Linked DNA regions of Mus musculus: region 2 is linked to region 1. A link is a contact called in public promoter capture Hi-C data. All regions are on one chromosome and are shown on one strand. The core of a region is the stretch at or near the end of the contact, and the rest is flanking DNA. Distances in the headings are between cores, read along the strand shown. Region 1 holds the start of 6330407A03Rik (RIKEN cDNA 6330407A03 gene). Region 2 holds the start of Plag1 (pleiomorphic adenoma gene 1).

The links. Promoter capture Hi-C pulls out the DNA fragments that hold promoters and counts their contacts.
Region 2: a contact with region 1 is called in a promoter capture Hi-C map of pre-B cells. The contact joins the promoter of Plag1 here to the promoter of 6330407A03Rik in region 1. A contact is called at or near these places in 1 of 39 promoter capture datasets (pre-B cells) and 1 of 9 other capture datasets (pancreatic islet).

The regions. Positions count from the first base shown.
Region 1 is chr4:3,712,960-3,717,674 of GRCm38.p6, reverse strand. 6330407A03Rik (RIKEN cDNA 6330407A03 gene) reads right to left here and starts at 2,711. Exons shown (of 1, transcript NR_028126.1): 1 at 862-2,711. All of the region lies in intron 1 of Lyn (LYN proto-oncogene, Src family tyrosine kinase), which reads right to left.
Region 2 is chr4:3,937,011-3,941,530 of GRCm38.p6, reverse strand. Plag1 (pleiomorphic adenoma gene 1) reads left to right here and starts at 3,126. Exons shown (of 6, transcript NM_019969.3): 1 at 3,126-3,317. Chchd7 (coiled-coil-helix-coiled-coil-helix domain containing 7) reads right to left here and starts at 2,643. Exons shown (of 5, transcript NM_181391.4): 1 at 2,400-2,643; 2 at 2,005-2,152; 3 at 220-285. The coding sequence starts at 273.

The DNA.
Region 1 (4,715 bases), core at 1,462-3,961:
TGGAACTCACTCAGAGATCTGCCTGTCTCTGCCACACAAGTACTGAAATTAAAGGCCTGTGCCACCACTGCCTGGTTTATTGTTCTAATATTTTTCAATCTCTCTCTCTCTCTCTCTCTCTCTCTCTCTCTCTCTCTCTCTCTCTCTCTCTGTCCTGTGTGTGTGTGTGTGTGTGTGTGTGTGTGTGTGTGTGTGTGTGTGTGTGTGAATATGAAGTCAGAGGAAGACCTTAGAAACAGAGCCTCATGTTTCTTTTGCTCTGGATCCCAGGCTAGCTGGCATGAGCTTCTGGCCGTTCTCCTGTCTCTGCGTCCAATCTTGATGTAGGAGCACTGGGGTTACAGACAAGGACAAGGATCACTGCATTCGGCTTTACATGGATTCTGGGATCTGAACCCAGGTTCTCCATCTTGTGTGGACACTTTATCCACTAAGCCATCGCCTTGGTCCCTGATATATAAATTATGTGCAAGCTTTCCTTTGACAGATCTAGGAACTACTTTCTAATTAATTTTATCAGGGCTGGGAATGTTCAGTGGTGTTCCACATGCTCAAGGTCCTGGGTTAAATTCCTAACAATAAAAATAATAATAATAAAATAAATTAATGTAATACGCAAAGCATAAAAATTGCTCTTATTTGTGGGGTACTATATATATTGATACATGTTTAAGAATGCTAAAAGAATTATATAATTATATAAAATATTATATTTGTAATTTACAATAATGAATTTTGTCCAAAAGTGTTTTAATTTACATTATGTTTTTATAAAACGGTTACAAGGCATGTTAAGAACAAAGGAAATCGAAACAAACATTTTAACCCTTACTCTTCCATGATAGGTCAGTTGTTTTTTTCTTTTTTTTTCATTATCAAGGTATCCACATAAGCTACAATGTTTTACTCCTGTAAAAACATGGTTATGCTAGGTGTGGCGTGGCACATGCCTTTAATCACAGCACTCAGGAGGCAGAAGCAGGTGGACCTCTGTGAGTTCAAGACCAGCTTAGTGTACAAAATGAGTCAACCTAGTCTACAAAATGAGTCCAGGATAGCCAACTCTGTCTCAAAAAACCCTGGTCTCAAACTCACAGAGATTAAAGGTTAACTCCACATGAACCTGGCCCAAGATTCTCAAAGCTTAACAAATAAGACACTTTACTAACTGGCTAAACGATACATTGCAGGACAATGAAGTGTCCTGGAGAGACTTTAACAGACCCCAGGAGTTTAAAATGAGAAATAAGAAGCAAAAGCCAGTGCAGATTCAGAGCTGTTCCTCTTAAAAATGAGGCCAAGAAGAGATGATATAAAAGGATGGCTCTTGGGGGTCAAGCCACCTCAGGGCACCAAGTGACAGAATGCTCTAGGGGACCTCAAGCTTTCAGGGGATATGCCATGGTGAAGGCTTGTTCCAGCACTGGCTCAGCTATGTACACCTCCCTCCCTCACATCTTAGCTTTGTGAAACCAGGTTGGCTGTGTCTGGTGTGATTCAAAACTAGCAAGTGTCAACTGCAAATCAATGGAACAGAAACAGGACAGTTTGAGAAGTTTCATGTCAAGATACACTTGACCCATTTGCGAGTGACTGTGATTATTAAAATATAACAGAAATAGGATTCTTCCTTCTAATGTATGACATCTTTTCAAACAGCATTGTGTCCTTATATCCAAAATGTATTCCAGTTTTGGATTCACTACTCGCAGAATATCTTCCATTCTAGGACTACTAGAAAAAAAAAAAACTGTAGTTGGAGGACCATGAACCAAGAGTGCCAGAGAAGCTGTGACTCAGTACTTGGGAGAAATAGGAGCCAGGGGTTAGTCTGTGTGGGTGAGGCTGGCAGAGGCTATACATCTTGAGTATGGTGTTAGGAACACACAGCATGTGACCACCAGCCAGTACTGAGGCAGTGGCTGGCACTTAGCAATTTTGCCTTCACTTTCTACATCGCTCAGAGTCCAGACAGAGACACTACTGGCTTTCCAGGGGACTAATACTCTAGGGAAGGCTGTCACTCAGTTTCAGACCATATCTTTTTATATATATATAAAATGTAAAATTGGCTCAGTGGTCCCAGCACCTGGGGTAGAGACAGGAGGATCAGTTCAGTGTCATCTTCTGCTACTTAAACTGAAGGCCCTGGCTCATAAGCAATACATAAGTAAATGCATTGTAAAAATCAGTAAGATAAAACTAAAAGGAAAAATTTAAGGTTTAAAGAACACAAAACACAAGCAAACATCATGTAATATTACAATAAAAATCCCAACGCTAAAATAAAATACAATACTTTGTACCTCTGTAGTATGTTGGAAGTTTGAAAACTTCTTTTTTTTTTTTTCTGGACAGGGATTACCTGTGTCATTCTAGCTTTGCTGGAAGTCACTCTGTAGACCAGACTGGCCTCTGCATCCCAAGTGCTAGAATTAAATGCCTTGACACTACTCCTGACACTACTTCGACATTATTTACTTTATGTATGTACTTCAACAGCATATCACAAAATTCTACCGAATTTTCATTTTTAATTAAATTCCTCACCACACTGTCCACTCAGCATGGGAAACCACAGCTGTCCAGTGTTGTCATTTCCTAGTCAAATCCAGTCCCCTCAGGTCCCATCAATTCTGTGAGAGATTTACATTTGGGTTCTGAGTTCTGGGAAGGCATGCATGAGAAAATGGTAATTTTTGATTTTCTTCCCCACGTTGATCCCCTCCCCCCCAGCAGACCTACATGATATCAACGATTACAGGATCTATGTAGAGGTGCGGTTGCCCACCAGTTGGTCCCCGTGGCATTGGTCTTCCCTCTGCCCTGTACTATGGTTATGACTAGGAACATTATTTTACATTTAAAATTCTCCAGAGACTTCCTCCCATCTATTACCTTCCCGATTTAATACAAAGGACACACAGAGAAACAAGCTTGAAAATGTGATGCTCTCTTCCGAGTGTCCTCCCAGCTCACAGCTCTCTTTGTTCTTCCTTAATGCCAGCCCGAGAATTTACCTATTTTATCATCAATCTATCTCTCATGTAAATGTAGGTCCATGAAGGCCACACTTTCTGTCAGTAGTGTACAGTACTGAATTGTCAATGAAGGACATTCTAAACCTTGCATAGCTATTGTACAATAAAGGCTACTTGGTAGGATAAATAGGCAGTAAGTGTTCAGTACTGTCCTTACAATCACCTCTCATTAGATCAAAGAGTCCTGCCTTTCTTTGTGAGCAGTACACACTCACATAGACACCGTACTGCTCACAGTCTGACAATACCCCTCTCCAGCCTAACTGTCAATCATCTGCATGGCTCCAGCAGAAAATTTCTGTCAGAGGCAGAGATTTCAACCCATGAACATGCGGTCATCTTGCCTCCTCATCTCTACTTGAGCAAGCTCTTCCCATGTAGGCAAATCTAACCAGCCCTCCAAACCAAATGCAAGGCCTGGCCAGCTGGCCTTCCACAGCTCACACATTCCTCTGCCTCGTATTTCTTCTCTCCTCAGTCACAAGTACCAACATTAATAACTCACAATGTGACTTTACGTGTGCATTGAGCCCTCAGTATTGGAAACAGGTGCAACTATTCCTTAACCCCACTGCACACACCCTGAGGGCAGGCGCAACTTCACCTCTGTCACCTCTGTCACCTCTGTGACATCATCATACTTAAGTGAAGAGAGGCATCTTGAACTCTGACACAAACAAAATCACTAGTTTCTAGGTCTCTGGGCAAACAATTGTCTGCTTCCATGCTCCTTGCAGGTACCTTAAACAGAGAAAGGAGACCGTGCAGCCTGCACCACCACAACGGCTACCTGTCACCAAGGCAGTGGCCAAGCACCATTTACTGAATCAAAGCAGACTCAGAAATTCTATGAACTATGTTTCGTGGTTTATAAAAAGCTTATAAGTAGAACCCATACTTTTATGGCCATATTTTTTTGGTTTATAATAAATTATCAATAAATGTTAATTCCCAAAGTTATTTTACTTTTAGGTATAGCTACACCAAACACTGAGCCAAACCCCACCCTACTTCATTAAGAATCGGGAAAAACTCGAAGGATTTTGGCTAAAAGACTCTTGCTTTAAAACAACCATTTTCCTGCTGTAAAGCAGAAAAAGGCCATAGTATGGGGAAATCAGGTCCCACCTGGAACTTTCATTTGTTAGTAGACACATAAACACCAGAAAAGTTTCTTAATGTAATGGTATTTACTTCATCTGTGAATTCAGATAATTCCACTCTTTCCAAGGCTATTGTGAGAACTAAGTAAAATACCAGATGCTAAATGCTTCTTAAATGGCAGGTAAACAATGGTTGTGTCCCAGCTTCCTTCCCTGTCCCCTACAGCAAAGAAAGCCAGAGTAGAGTGACTTAATCACACTTGACGGAAGAGAGGCTCCGGTGACTTTTTGAACAAACAAAATCATTAAATGTAACATGCTAAGGGCGTTGGAAAGCGGAAGCAGTTGGTGTAGGGTCAGGAAAGAAGGAGCGGACAGACAGCAAGGGAAAGAATATGCATGATGGGAACATTCTCTCATAGTGAAATCTACTGTCTTGTACAATCACCATATACTGGAGTTGGAGAGATGGCCTGGTGGTTAAGAACACTGGCTTCTCTCCCAAAAGACCAGGGTTCAATTCCCAGCACCCATATGGAAGCTCACCACCATCTGTAACTGCAATTCCAGG
Region 2 (4,520 bases), core at 1,877-4,376, 220 kb before region 1:
CCTGTTTATTCCACAGTTAAGCAGAATTGAAGAACAGAGTCTTTGTTAGGCACATTTTGGTCATTTTTAAGTGTTATAGTGAAATAAAATACACTGGCCAGGAATATCTTTTTCACAGAAAAATATTTTATTCAATAACTGCTTAGGACAGATACCCACAAAATTAATATTGGTTTTTCCAAGTTAACCCTCATGACAATGAAAAGCAAAGCACCCTACCGACAAGCAAGGGTTTATGTCAGGATCTCTCAGCCGCCGAGTGACCATGGGCATCTTGTCTTCTTACTGAAGGCAGGCGACAGAAAAACAGGTCAGAAGGAAATGACCAGAAAATGTCATCAGCCCCACAAGTACTTTTAATTTAATTTACCCACAAAATTTAATTTTCAAAGTAGAAGGTACTCTATAGGAAACAATGAAACACACACAAACAAAAGTCAAGTTACTGCTTACTTAACATTCTAAAAAGCCATAGTTAAAAAAACAATGAATGAATTTTTCAATTCCCTTTCTACCTTCTATGTAGATTAATACTTTCCATGGGTTGAAGGAGGTCAGAGAATGCTACTGTGGCTCAGTAATTTTCCAATTTGAGTCTTAAAAATACAGCTTTGCAAAGGTTTTATCCATTAAAGACATCACATTACCCTAAGAGCCAATTAGCTATTGGAAGTCAAGTCATACACTTTATGAAGTCAGCCAATCAGTCATGGTCAAGTACAACTGCTCTTCAAATCCCAGTTCAAATGAAACTGTACAATTCTCTTGCAGGGGAAGAGGTTAAAAAAAAAAAAAAAAAAAAAAAAAACACAAGTCACAATTATTTGAGAAAGGGCTTCATTTATCTCAATATATCGATAAGGTATTGATGAGCCACCCACCATCTTTGAAAAAACGTCCTCTACTTAGCTTAAGGGGCTGATCTGGCTTACACACCCAAATGCTACTCTAGTTTAATCACTTTTCTACCGAAAAATCAAAGCAGATGCCAGAGAAATAAGGCAGTATGAAGTACACAACTCTACTGAATTAAAAAACAGAACAAAACAAACATGCATGGGCCTTTTCAGAGAAGTCCAACGTTTTGTATGAAATGTCACCAAAAACAATGTTAAACAAAATAATGTATATTCCAGAAAAGTAATTCAAGCCCATAAACTCTTAAGAAGTGAACATATTCTGAATCAATGGCCATCCAGTCCAACTTCTTCCATTCTGGTAAAGATCGGGATGTCTAAGCTAAAGGAGCCCAACTTTTCCCGGAGATAGAATCTGATTACTCTGAGTCCTTTAACTTTCAGTAATCACCAAATAATCATTTATGCCATGAACTTCATTGAAAATACCCAGCCAGTAGAAGCGTCTTGACAGGAAGGGCACTCAGTACAAAGTCCAACTATCTCTAGAAGCCTTTCCTCTTCGGAAGATAGTTTACAAGACTGCCTCTTCCTGAGAGAATACCAGAACTAAGAAAATCTACAGTCTTCTCTTCATGTCTCCCACAGAGCTCCGCTTGATCGTTCATGCATATAATAATCTCGACAATCTGATACGAACACAATTCACACTGCGTCCTGATCATGAGATTCTGTTGTTTCATTATCATCAGCCAGAAATTCTTTTAAAAAGTATCCACACAAAACAGGCATCAAATTTGCTGCTTCAGGCTATTCCCGTTTTACTGCTTTTTATTCTGGATACTAAATGCACTATAAACATGGTTTTCCTAATGTCACCTCCTTCGTATGAATTCCTGTGTTAACAGAAAAGGAAGAGGAAATGTCAATTTACATGGAGGAGTGTGGCTGAAGGACAAGATGGAGTGCCCTGCTAAAGAGGCCTTATCTGTTTACTTTTTGAAGGTGCAGGAGTGAACAACTGTTACAACACTGTACTACTTCCAAGATGACATTCAGAAAGAAAACCAGCCTGAGGGAAGACTGCAAACCTACAGCACATCTGAGAAATAGTGCTAAAATCTACTCTAAAGGGCAAACTGCTTACCAAAAAAGTTCCTGATTTCCCACTCTTCGCAGCTTTGATCCGCAGTGGGGGAAGGGCACGTTACTGAACAAGTCCAGGCCCCCCAGGCTTCTCAGAGTCTGGTCTGTGAGTGTTAAATCCGGAAACAGAAATACAGCACACCATAAACCTGGGTACAGAGTACCAGGGACAAAATGTCAAAGTACACATCACAGGGATCTGAGAGGTCGGAGACGAATCTCCAAGAATGTAACTCCCGGACCGCACCGCCTTCCGAGGTGCCGCGCCGCAGAATCGGACGGTGGAGGGCGGGCACAGGTAAACACCACAAAAGGGGCTGGGAAGGAAGGGGGCGGCGTAGAGCGGGGACCTGGGGAGGGCAAGGAGGGGAGTGACACAATCCGGGGTGCCCAGACCTGCATGGGGTCACCTTCCGCTGCCCCGGCCGGACGAATCGCGTGGCGTGAGTAGCGGCAGGAGCATGCCGCGCCGCGGAGGGTTTGGCGCCACGAACTAGGGTCTGCCCTCGGCGCAGTGCTGTCCCGGGCCTGCTGTCCAGGGAGGGAGGGGCCGGAGACCACTCACCACAGGCCACCACTCAGCCAGCACCCGGGCCGGCTGCAGTTCCAAACACGTCAGTGGCTCACGCAGCAGGACCTTAAGTAGCGCGCACCCCAACGTGCTGCCCCCGCGCCCCCCGTTCCAGCTTGTCCAATCCACGCACGCCGCTGCCAGATTGACAGGCGCGCGGAACTCTGTGAGGTTGGGGCGGGCTCAGTTCGCTCCGCCCCCGGGCAGCGGGAGGAGGGCTCAAGCAGGAGGAGCGGGTGGGACGGCGTGAGACCCCGCCTTCTCCCCGCCCCACCGCGCCCCCCGCCCTTCAGCATCGCTCTTACCACTTCGGCCTGATGGGCAGCCACGTCAACCAATGAGCTCATCTGGACCCGGCGGCGGCCGCTCGGACTGGCCAGGCCCTGGGCGGAGCGTGAGGAGGGCGGGCACCTCGGCGGGCGGGGGCCAGGGCGGGCCGGCGGGCGGGCGCGGGGCGGGGGCGGGGGCGGCGGCCGAGCGGGCGGGGGGGGGGGTGGGGGGGGGTAGGAGGCGGCGGTGGGCGCGACGTCGGCGGCTGCGGCGGCGGCGGCGGCGGCGGCGGCAGCTGCAAGTTGAGCTGCAGGGGCAGCGCATACACTACAATGGCTGCTGGAAAGAGGCGTAAGGAAACAATTTCCAGGCCCGCCGCGTCCAGCCCGAAATATGAGAAAAAAATTATTAGAAATTCCGCGGGCGGTGTAAAGGCGGCGGACGGGCCGGAGGGAGGATGTTAAAGCTCCGCGGTGAGTTCTCCGGGGGTCCGGGGCGGCGGGGAGGCGTTTAGCGGGAGGAATATCAGGGTTATTTAAATTATGGGACTAGCCGAGGGGGCAGAGGAGCCGCGGCGGCGGCAGGAGGAGGAAAAGTTTGTGCTACTCCCAGCCCCTGCTCAGGACCCCAGAGAGAAAAATAATAATAAAAAATCAAATAAAATCGTGCGGCGGGGCTGCAAGGACTCCCGAGGTCGCTGCTGACAGGGCAGGGGGCGACGCGACTGGGGACCCGAAGGTGAGGTCGGTGGGAAAAAAAAAACCCTTTTATTCAGGGTCTGGAAAGTTTGAAAAGTTTTCCTCCTCCTCCTCCTCCTCCTCTCTGGTGCTGTGAATATTGTGACAGCGGCAGCGGCAGCAGAGAGAGCGGAAGACATTAGAGACCCGAAAAATAAGGGAAAAATTAATATAAATTCGGTTTTGAGAGGAAACTCTCCGCGTTTTCCACCAAAACATCCCGGGGGAAGGTCGCTTCCCAGAGGGCCTGGCGGAGACCCGCGGTCGGCAATATTTGGGGGGTACTGGGAGTGACTTGGGGTAACTTTGCCCCCTTTTCCGAAGAGGTTTTTCTTTTCTGGAGAAATGCATTTGTTTTTGCCCTCCTGCCCAGGTGGGAGAGCCGAGTCGGGGTGCGGGGTCCGCGGGGCGCCGGACCCAGCCGGGTGGCGACGGGGGCGTAGGGGGAGGGGGTGCTAAATGAAAGCAGGAGATCGGGACGGAGCAGGGACAGCTTGTTGTCAGTATCATAAACAACCAAAATGGAGGGAGAACTCAGGCATATAACCAAATAAAAATTGTTAAAAAATCGCAAAAAATCCCTAAAAATCCGGGATGCGCCCCCCTTTCTCGCCAAAGGTAAAAGTGTGAACCGCCTTTCCCCTGAAGTCCATTTGGACTTTGCAGGGACCAAGGAGTTAATATTTATTTATTTTTTAAAACTTTCGAAGGGCAAAAGCCTTTTATAACTCCACCGACAATGAGAAAACGTGAAAATCCAATGCAAGAGAAGCAGGGGGAGGGAGGGGGAGGTGGTAGTGCAGAAACTACTAAACTTATTGGTAATGTGGACTGATCTGAGATAAGATAAACACTATATTTGCTATTTTATAACTCCCTTTTAATGATCTGTGAGGAGGTTGCTTTTTGGGGTAGGAAAAAAAGTGATGCCATTTTCTT